Linked DNA regions of Mus musculus: region 1 is linked to region 2. Evidence: chromatin contacts called from public HiChIP or PLAC-seq data. All regions are on one chromosome and are shown on one strand. Each heading gives the region's core, a stretch centred on a gene start, on an enhancer-like site or on the middle of the called end of the contact. The rest is flanking DNA. Distances are from core to core; before and after follow the strand shown. Region 1 overlaps Hcn4 (hyperpolarization-activated, cyclic nucleotide-gated K+ 4). Region 2 overlaps Cd276 (CD276 antigen).

The links. HiChIP or PLAC-seq counts read pairs in DNA pulled down with a chosen protein or histone mark.
Region 1: an H3K27ac HiChIP or PLAC-seq map of differentiating embryonic stem cells shows a contact between it and region 2, with 4 times the contacts expected there. The contact joins two enhancer-like sites. A contact is called at or near these places in 11 of 484 Hi-C or Micro-C datasets (Sertoli cells, brain, brown adipocytes and 4 more), 13 of 115 datasets of contacts at active chromatin or transcription factors (SST interneurons, T-cell acute lymphoblastic leukemia, cardiomyocytes and 10 more) and 1 of 9 other capture datasets (embryonic stem cells).

The regions. Positions count from the first base shown.
Region 1 is chr9:58,857,079-58,861,134 of GRCm38.p6, reverse strand. It overlaps Hcn4 (hyperpolarization-activated, cyclic nucleotide-gated K+ 4), which reads right to left. Exons shown (of 8, transcript NM_001081192.3): 5 at 3,272-3,418; 6 at 2,921-3,161; 7 at 1,942-2,106; 8 at 1-1,834. The coding sequence ends at 372. Among named protein-coding and RNA genes, the nearest start is that of Hcn4, 36 kb to the right of the region's middle. Within about 2 kb of position 1,659, at least 10 of the 459 cell types and tissues checked have an H3K27ac peak or open chromatin away from gene starts, as enhancers often do.
Region 2 is chr9:58,532,542-58,536,876 of GRCm38.p6, reverse strand. Cd276 (CD276 antigen) reads left to right here. Exons shown (of 8, transcript NM_133983.4): 4 at 1,125-1,421. It overlaps Gm51678 (a long non-coding RNA gene), which reads right to left. Exons shown (of 2, transcript XR_003948170.1): 2 at 2,862-4,335. Among named protein-coding and RNA genes, the nearest start is that of Gm51678, 8.4 kb to the right of the region's middle. Within about 2 kb of position 1,901, at least 18 of the 459 cell types and tissues checked have an H3K27ac peak or open chromatin away from gene starts, as enhancers often do.

The DNA of each region.
Region 1 (4,056 bases), core at 410-2,909, 320 kb before region 2:
TAGGTAGCTCTTGCTCTACAGAACAATACAATGACAGGTCTATGCTAGGACCCAAACACGGGTCACCCCACCCCTGCCCTGTCCCCAGAGACCCCGCCTGTCTTCCTTTGGCTGTTGCCTTTGGGCCTTGTCTGCTCCCCCCTCCCTCCCTCCCTCCCTCTCTCCCTCTAGTGCTGAGTATTAAAATAGTCTATAAAAGCAAGTGACCAAAAATCTATAGCTCTAAGAATACCTGGTTATTTTCTGCTGTCTTTTTGTTTTTCTGGGGTATGTTTTTTTATGGTTATTATTGTTGTTGGTATATCTCCTAATCACAGTTAAACCTGAAGGAAGAAAGGAGCAAGAAAAAGAAGAGGGAGGGAGGGCCCAGCTCATAAATTAGACGGCAGTTTGGAGCGTACTGGCTCAGACCTAGCGCCAGGTTCCCTCTGGGGTGCAGCAGTAGTCAGAGGGGGCCCTCCAGAAGAGGCGGCTCTTGCCCCAAACAAAGAAAGTGGGGGTGGCAAAGAACCTGAGGATGTCTTCCGAGGCAAAGTGACATGTTGGCCTGGGATGGCACCATATGGCCTTCCAGGAGGCCCAAGGCCCCCACTACTCCCACTGCCACCCCCAGCTCTGGGGTAGAGTGAGAAGGCAGCCACCGACTCCCCTGAGGAGTGAGGCGAGGCCCTGCGGAGAGTCTGTGCCCCATCCTGGGGGAGGGCTGGCTGAGAGGCTGAGATGAGCTTCAGGTCCTGTGTGAGGCGGCCAGGGGTGAGGGGTGGTGTGCCCCTGCGCTGTGGGACCTGGGGAGGTGGAGGGCTGGATGCAGGTGGCAGGAGCAGGGAACCATGGGAGCCAGAGGCCCGGGGTGGGGCACTCGGGAAAGTTCTTGGGGGCCCCGGGCTGTGGCCCGGAGGACTGAGGCCTCCTCGGGGGGTAAAGGCTACAGGAGAAGCCCCTCCAGAGGCCCCTGCCATGAAGGATGGTCGCTCAGGCCGTGGGGGTGTCTCTGGTGTACTTGATGGACCAGCTGCCAGACCTAGGGACAACTCTCCAGGAGGCTGGCCCAGCTGCCCAGGGCTGGATGATGGTGACCTGGAGGAGGGTGGGGGCGGCAAGAAGTGCTCCAGGAGTCCCAGACCTCCTCGGGCCCCAGGCAGTGGGGGTGGTGGCTGGGCAGCCTGTGGAGAGCGAGCGCCTGGTTGCAGTGGGGTGAGCAGCGGGGAGTCAGAGGATGACAGGGAGCCACCCAGCGCCTTGTGAAAGTGGCCGAACCCAGTGGTGGAGGCGGCGGCGGCAGTGGAGGTGGAGGGTGTGGGGGCTGGTGGGGAACCGCAGGCTCCTGGAGGTGGGGAAGAGCTAGAGGAGGGCAGGAGAGGGCTCAATCCAGGAGGTGCAGAGAATCCAGCCAGCTGTTGGATGTGGAAGGAGGATGAAGACGGTGTGTCCACCTGTGAGGGGCTGCTGGCGGGTGAAGCAGAGCCCAGAGCTGAAGGGATCAAGGACTGCAGCCTCCTTGGGTGCCTCGGTGTCTGTCCAGCCCCAAGGTTGCCCAGCCCAGGTCCGGGAGGGGGCCGGAAGATGGCGGCGGGCAGGCGGGGGTGGTGTGTGAGGGCTATGGCCACCGAAGTAGTAGCAGCAGCAGCCTGCAGTGGCGCCTGGATCAGCGGGGTCCATATAACAGGCGTGGGGGTTGGGGTGGCTGAGGCGGCAGCCTGGACGCGGTGAGCACAGTGGGCCATCTCACGGTCATGCCGCACGATCTGCTGGATGATCTCGTTCTCTTGGTAGTTGAAGACGCCTGAGTTGAGGTCGTGCTGCACCTTGTGGAGGAGGATGGAGTTCTTCTTGCCTGAGCCATAGAACAAGAGCCAGACACTCAGGCCACGCCCAGGAAAGGAGACTTGGAGTCTGCATGCTTGCCGCCCTGCCCTCCCGCCTGCACATCCTGCTCCTCACCTATGCGGTCCAGGCGGTCCAGCGCAACCGTCTCGAAGGCCCTCCGCATCATGGGATACTCCTCCAGCACCTCATTGAAGTTGTCCACGCTCAGTGAGTAGAGGCGGCAATAAGTATCCGCTCTGACGCTGGCTGTGCGCCGACCCCGGGTCAGCAAGCAGATCTCTGTGAGCACAGCAGGGCTCAGGGTCAATCCGACAGGAAATTTCCAGGCCTCCCAGAGCTGCGTGATTCTGACCTTAGTCTCCACTGGTAGTTGGTACAATGAACTCACTAGGCTGCCTGATAGGTTGTAGTCATACTGGGTACCAGCAGCACCCCTATCAACTGGGTGTCTAGTTGTTTCTCTCTCTGGGGCCAACCCCTGGTCTCAAGGTGATCTGGAACTTAGAGGTGGGGCTTTGGGAGGTGATTCATACCTTTATAGAAGAGGCTAGAGAAGGGGCAAGTCAGATGGCTCAGCAGTATGGCACTTCCGGGCCAAGTCTGATAACGTGAGTTGGATACCCAGGACCCACATGGTAGGAGAGACTTGACTGCCCAAGTTGTGCCCTAACCTCTACACGGGCATGGTGGTATGTGGGAATAGGTAGGTATGGTTGGGTATATGCAGGCTCAGGCATACACGCAAATATAATAGAAGAAGCTAAGGAAACAACACAAGTGCTCTTCCTGCCATCTGAGACAACAAAACCACAACAGTCTACCACTAAGAGAACCCTCAATGGAACCTACCACACTTGCACCCTGGCCTGTGACTCCCAGCCTCCAGAGCTAAGAATCCAGTTTCTATGGTTTATAAGCCACCAGTCTTAAGTACTCTACTAAAGCAGACTGCACAGACAGACACCCCTATACTGGCCTCACAGATGCCCAGGCTGTGGCTATAAAGGGTCCCTCCAAGCTTCTGATCTTAGGGTATCCCTCTAGCTTAGCTCCCAGTCACCCATGTTCTCCTGGGGCCCCCTGGCTGTCTCACCTCCAAAATAGGAGCCATCAGCCAGCTTGGTCTCTTTGTTGCCCTTAGTGAGCACGCTGACCACGCCGTGCTGGATAAAGTACATCTTCTTGCCGATGGTGCCTTCGCGGATGATGTAATCCCCAGGCTGGAAGACCTCGAAACGCAACTTGGTCAGCATGGATGTCACAAAGTTGGGATCTGCGTTGGCAAACAGTGGCATGGATGCCACCAGCTTTCGGCAGTTAAAGTTGATGATCTCCTGCTCCACGTACAGCAAAGGTTGGGACACAAAGAAAGAAGAAGGTCAGGGAACTGTGTGCCAGCGAGGCCTGGCACCGCCACCACCCACCCAGGCTGTCTGCAGCTCACCTCTCGAAGTGGCTCACTCAGCTCACCCAGGATGCTTTCCTCATCAAACATCTTGCCTTGGTAGCGGTGTTCATAGTAGTCATGGATGCGCTGTCGGGTGTCAGGCGGGAGCTTGTGGAAGGACATGTACTGCTCCACCTGTTTATACTGAGACGGGGGAGAGAGACAGGAGTCACCTCCAGGCACCCCAGGCTGGTAGCCAGAGGCACACTCCAACCCTGGGGCTTTCTTAGCTAACTTGGGCTCAATGTAATGTAAGCACACGGTACCCAAAATAATGGCCCTGACTCCCAGCTCTGCGGGGTGATGGAGGTAGGGAGAAAAGGAAGGAGGCTTCCATCCATGGTTGGTCCTCACCATGCCCAAAACTATAAAGATGAGTGGGAACAGGGCTGACTATAGCCACAATGACTAGGAGGGTGGGGTTAACTAGTTTCCTCTAAGCATATTGGAGTCACCAACTCCTGCCAGGAGAAATAGGCCCAGTAACAGACAGAGCTGCAATGGGGCACAATACAGGAAGTGCAAGTGAGAACACCTGACTCTTTGCAAGCTGTGTCTGTAGATAGATATGGCCTCAGCTGAGACCTTGAGATTTGGTGGTGGTGGTGGTAGTGGTGATGGTGGTGGTGGTGGTGGTTTTGTTTTTGTTTTTTTGACACAGGGTTTCTCTGTGTAGAGTCCTGGATGTTCTGCCTGAAACTCACTTTGTAAACCAGGCTTGCCTCCAGCTCATGAAGATCTGCCTGCCTCTGCCTCTCTGCCTCTCTGCCTCTCTGCCTCTC
Region 2 (4,335 bases), core at 652-3,151:
TGGTGTTACAGTAGGATCATCACAATCCACAGAAGCCCCACGGGCTTTTAGTTTTTGGTTTTAAGTGGCACCTTAAAGGGGAGTAACTTAAAGGGGAGTAATTTAAAGGGTTATAGCGTTTATCAGTCACACTTGAAGTTAAAGGAAGTTAGTTCCTTATCTCCAGTCTCCCAACAAGTGAGATGCTTGATTGTGATAGGATGGTGGGGGAGGGCTCTCCAGGTAGCGAGGAGCCACTGATCGAAGGCCTTCTTGACTCCCCAGACTCCAAGGCCGTAGAGACCTCCTGGAAGGATGGAGCTGCATCTGGGTCAGCAGGTCACGCACAGGAGAGGGAAAGGAGTTCTGCGGGGAAGGGGTTTGCTCTTGCGGGACTCTCGATGATCCTATCACCCCAAGTCTGGATCCCAGAGATGGCTCTTGTCAGTCAAGAGCAGCCTGCTATGAAAAATCAGATATGAGACTCAATCTGTCTCGAGAGAATGAGAGGGAAGAAGTCCTGGGTTTTGATGGAGGAAGAGGCTGTGGAACGGCTGCAGAGGTCCTATTCCTCCTTAATGCTTGGTCTCTGTGATTCTGACTCAGGAGGCATGGAGGTCCAGGTCTGAAGACCCTGGGGTATCCCTGATGGGCAGTGACACCACCCTATGCTGCTCTCCCCCTCTAACCCCACCCCACCCCCACCCTCGAGCCTGGCTTCAGCCTGGCCCATTTTAATCTCATCTGGCAACTCAGACACCAAATAGTTGGTGTGCAGCTTCCCTGGGGGCTGGGTCCAGGGCAGGCCTATCCCAGCAGCACAGCATTCTTCCCCGCTGGCACAGGGCAGTGTGTTCTTGAGGGTTCCGTGCATGGATGTAGCTGATGAGGGCAGCTTCCCCTGCTTTGTGGGCATCCGGAACTTTCGCAATGCTGCTGCCAGCCTGCAGGTGGCAGCTGAGTCACAGGCGGGAGCATTCCCCACTCCTTGTCCCCTGCATGCAGCCCGTCCCCTGTCCCACTGCTCATACCACCATCAAAGAAAGCCCCAGAGCTGGCTCCTGACCCTCAGCCTCTTGTGTCCTTCCTCCATTGGATTCCCCTGTGCTGACTGTCATCGCTCTCTGCCCTCTGCCACCCTCCAGCCCCCTACTCGAAGCCCAGCATGACCCTGGAGCCCAACAAGGACCTACGTCCAGGGAACATGGTGACCATCACGTGCTCTAGCTACCAGGGCTATCCGGAGGCCGAGGTGTTCTGGAAGGATGGACAGGGAGTGCCCTTGACTGGCAATGTGACCACATCCCAGATGGCCAACGAGCGGGGCTTGTTCGATGTTCACAGCGTGCTGAGGGTGGTGCTGGGTGCTAACGGCACCTACAGCTGCCTGGTACGCAACCCGGTGTTGCAGCAAGATGCTCACGGCTCAGTCACCATCACAGGTAAGGGGAGCCTGTGAGCTGAGGAAGAGCTGAGGGAGCAGCTACCTCTCCTCTAGGCCCTAACTGGAATATCAATGTAAAAGTACTGGTGGTCATATAGATTTCAGATATTCCAAAGCCTCCCCAGTGAGGAGTCTTTAAGGGACTTGTTTTCTTGAGCTGATAAATCTTTTGTCACATTTGCTTTCCATGGTACTTGTGCCTCTTACTTGGACCACAAAGTACTTTCCTGGAATCTAGAGGGTAGGTGGGATTCTGGGGCAGACACAGGCTTGCTCAGAGACCTGCTGAGTGAGGATGTGTTTTCCAATGGGCACGTCTTTGGTGTGGAAAAAAAAAGTCTATTGTCCAACTGTGAAACCCCAGGAGCCTTGAAGGTGCATCTCACTCAACTGGGCCAAGAAGGAAAGCACTTCTCCCTGCAGACTAGAGTGCTACCATTGCACTAGTCAGAGTTGTCTCTACTGCCCTCATGTGGTCAAATGCTAGATTGAGACTCACACTGGAGGAGTCTCTTAAATCTCTGGTTTCCAGGTCAGCACTAGTTCAAGTAGGCACCTTCAGTGCTTGGGGATCTAAAGAGGGTTCAGGCTCACCTTCATGCCAAGGTGGACAGTCACTCTCTGTGTTTGGCCTTGACATGTCTCTGTTCAGTCCTTTAGTAGATCTGTGTGCTGGGTCTAGCTTCCCAGTGCCTCCCTCTGGGCTGTGTGAGCTTTCCCAGGGTCCTCTCTGTCTCTGAGATCAGGGTGTCTGTCACTGGTCCTTATCTTTTCTCATCCCATAACTTCTGCCTGGCACCCTCAGCCCACCCAGCTTTCTACTTCCAAGGGTTGCCAGTGTCTGTGTAGACCTTAGGCTCATTGCGGCTCACCTCTCCTGCTGAGCGTGCTGGACCTTGTGTGGGTTTCTCTCCTGATGAACTCAGCCAGTGGCCAGCATTCATGCTTATCTCCCAGGAGTAAGTCTTATTCCTAACTCTTGCTTTTTTAAGGTGTCACCTAGACCTCCCCAAGACTGAACCTACCTTCGCTGTAGAGAGCCAGTCTATGCAGCCTCTAAGGGAGTCCCTTCCTCAGCTCTCTCATATTCTGAGGTACCACCTTGATCTTACAGAGAACATCGTAGGAAAGCCGTGTTTCACTGGGTTGGAGAGATGCCTTAGTGACTAAAAAGCCTTGATGCTCTATCATTGAAGACCACAGAGTTTACATCCAAGCACACATATATCACGTGGCTTGCAAACATCTATAATTCCAACTCCAAGGGATCAGATGCTCTTTGCTGGCCTCTGTGGATACCCTCACACACATGTGTGAACACACGCACGTGTGCGTGCACACACACACACACACACACACACACGCATGAACATTCTTTTTTAAAAAACAACAACAACAACAACAACAGGTCTGTTTTTTTTTTTGTTGTTGTTGTTGTTTTTGTTTTTATAAGAAAGACCAAGGAGTCTGGAGTGAGATGTAAGATGGACAGATGTGTGGAGGTTATCAGGAAGGACAGAGGACTCATGATCAACCTGTACCAAGTGGGCTGGGATGTCTGTAGTATGCTTGCTGTGAAGCAAGGGTTTGTATGTGGAAAGAACAGTTGCCCTGCTTCAGAGAACATTACCTCAGTAGATAGCATTGACTGAAAGGGATTTCATTTGGGCTGTTGTCGTCAAGCACAATTCAGACGAGATGGAGGCTCAGGGAAAAGGGACTCTCTCCCAAGACCACAGACCAGCACAGTGGCTCCAAAGGATTTGGGGGCCGGGCCCCACTTTGAAAACTGACAAGTGCTAAAGGCAGTGGTTTGCCTGAAGTTTGGCGGGTTCCCAGCTTCTCTAAACTCCATCTGAGGAGCCTTTGGATCCTTTTGCGGCATTCTGCAGCGAGCAGAGGAGCCAGGATCTGAATCTAGCATTGGCCTCTTAGCCCAGTTTCTCTCCTCCCCACCGGCTGGCCTCCTGTTTCCATTAGAGCAGAGCTGGCTTACCTTGGAGCCCTTGGCCTGCATTTGGCTGCGGGCAGCTCTGCCTTGTACAGCATTCTGGGATTTCAGTGCTCAGTCCTCTGCCTGGTCTCCCTCCACCTGAAGGGAGTTAGTGATGTTGAGTGGCCTGTGCCAGGCATCTCTGGAGAGAGAGGGCTTTCTAGAGCAAACACTGGAAATGTAGGTCTGAGCCCCACTAACTGTGTCCTTGGCCAGGAGGATGAAGGCAGTCTCACCCTGCTTTAGGCTCCGTGTCAGGGTGAACCTTACCTTTGAGTATTTCAGTTTTTTATTAGCTTCTATTAATTACATATCAAATAGATTATATTTCATATATATATGAAATATAATATATAATATATACATACATTCTGATCATGCTCACCCCAACACCATTTCATGTCCCCTGTCATTCCATCTGATCCCCTTCCTCTGCCCAACTAGTCTCCTCCGATTTTCATTACTCTAAAACCTTAGAGTGTGTGTGTGCGCGCGTGCGTGCGTGCGCGTGTATGTGTGTGAAGGTCAGAGGACAACTTTCAGGAATTGGTGCTCTCCTTCCACCATTGGTTCTGGGGCTAGAACTCAGGTCACCAGGCATTCAGAGTAGACTCTTTTACCAGTTGGTGTCCTTCTCCCATCTTAATGTCTCTATATATTTTGTGACACTATGGCACAGTGAGGGGTCAGTTATAGGAGCTTGGGCACTTTATCAAGTGACCATGTTTCCTTCCCCCTAGCGACCATTAGTTGCCTGCAGTTCTTCAGGGAGGGTGGAGTCCCTTGGGTATTTCTGCTGCTCTGCCCTGCTCACTGCTGCAGGAGCACCTTAGACATCTTAGACATTTCCATGTGAGGGTTTCACATGGGCTCTAGACTGACCTAGTCACCCACCTCAGCTGTGGCCTCTGCTCCTGCC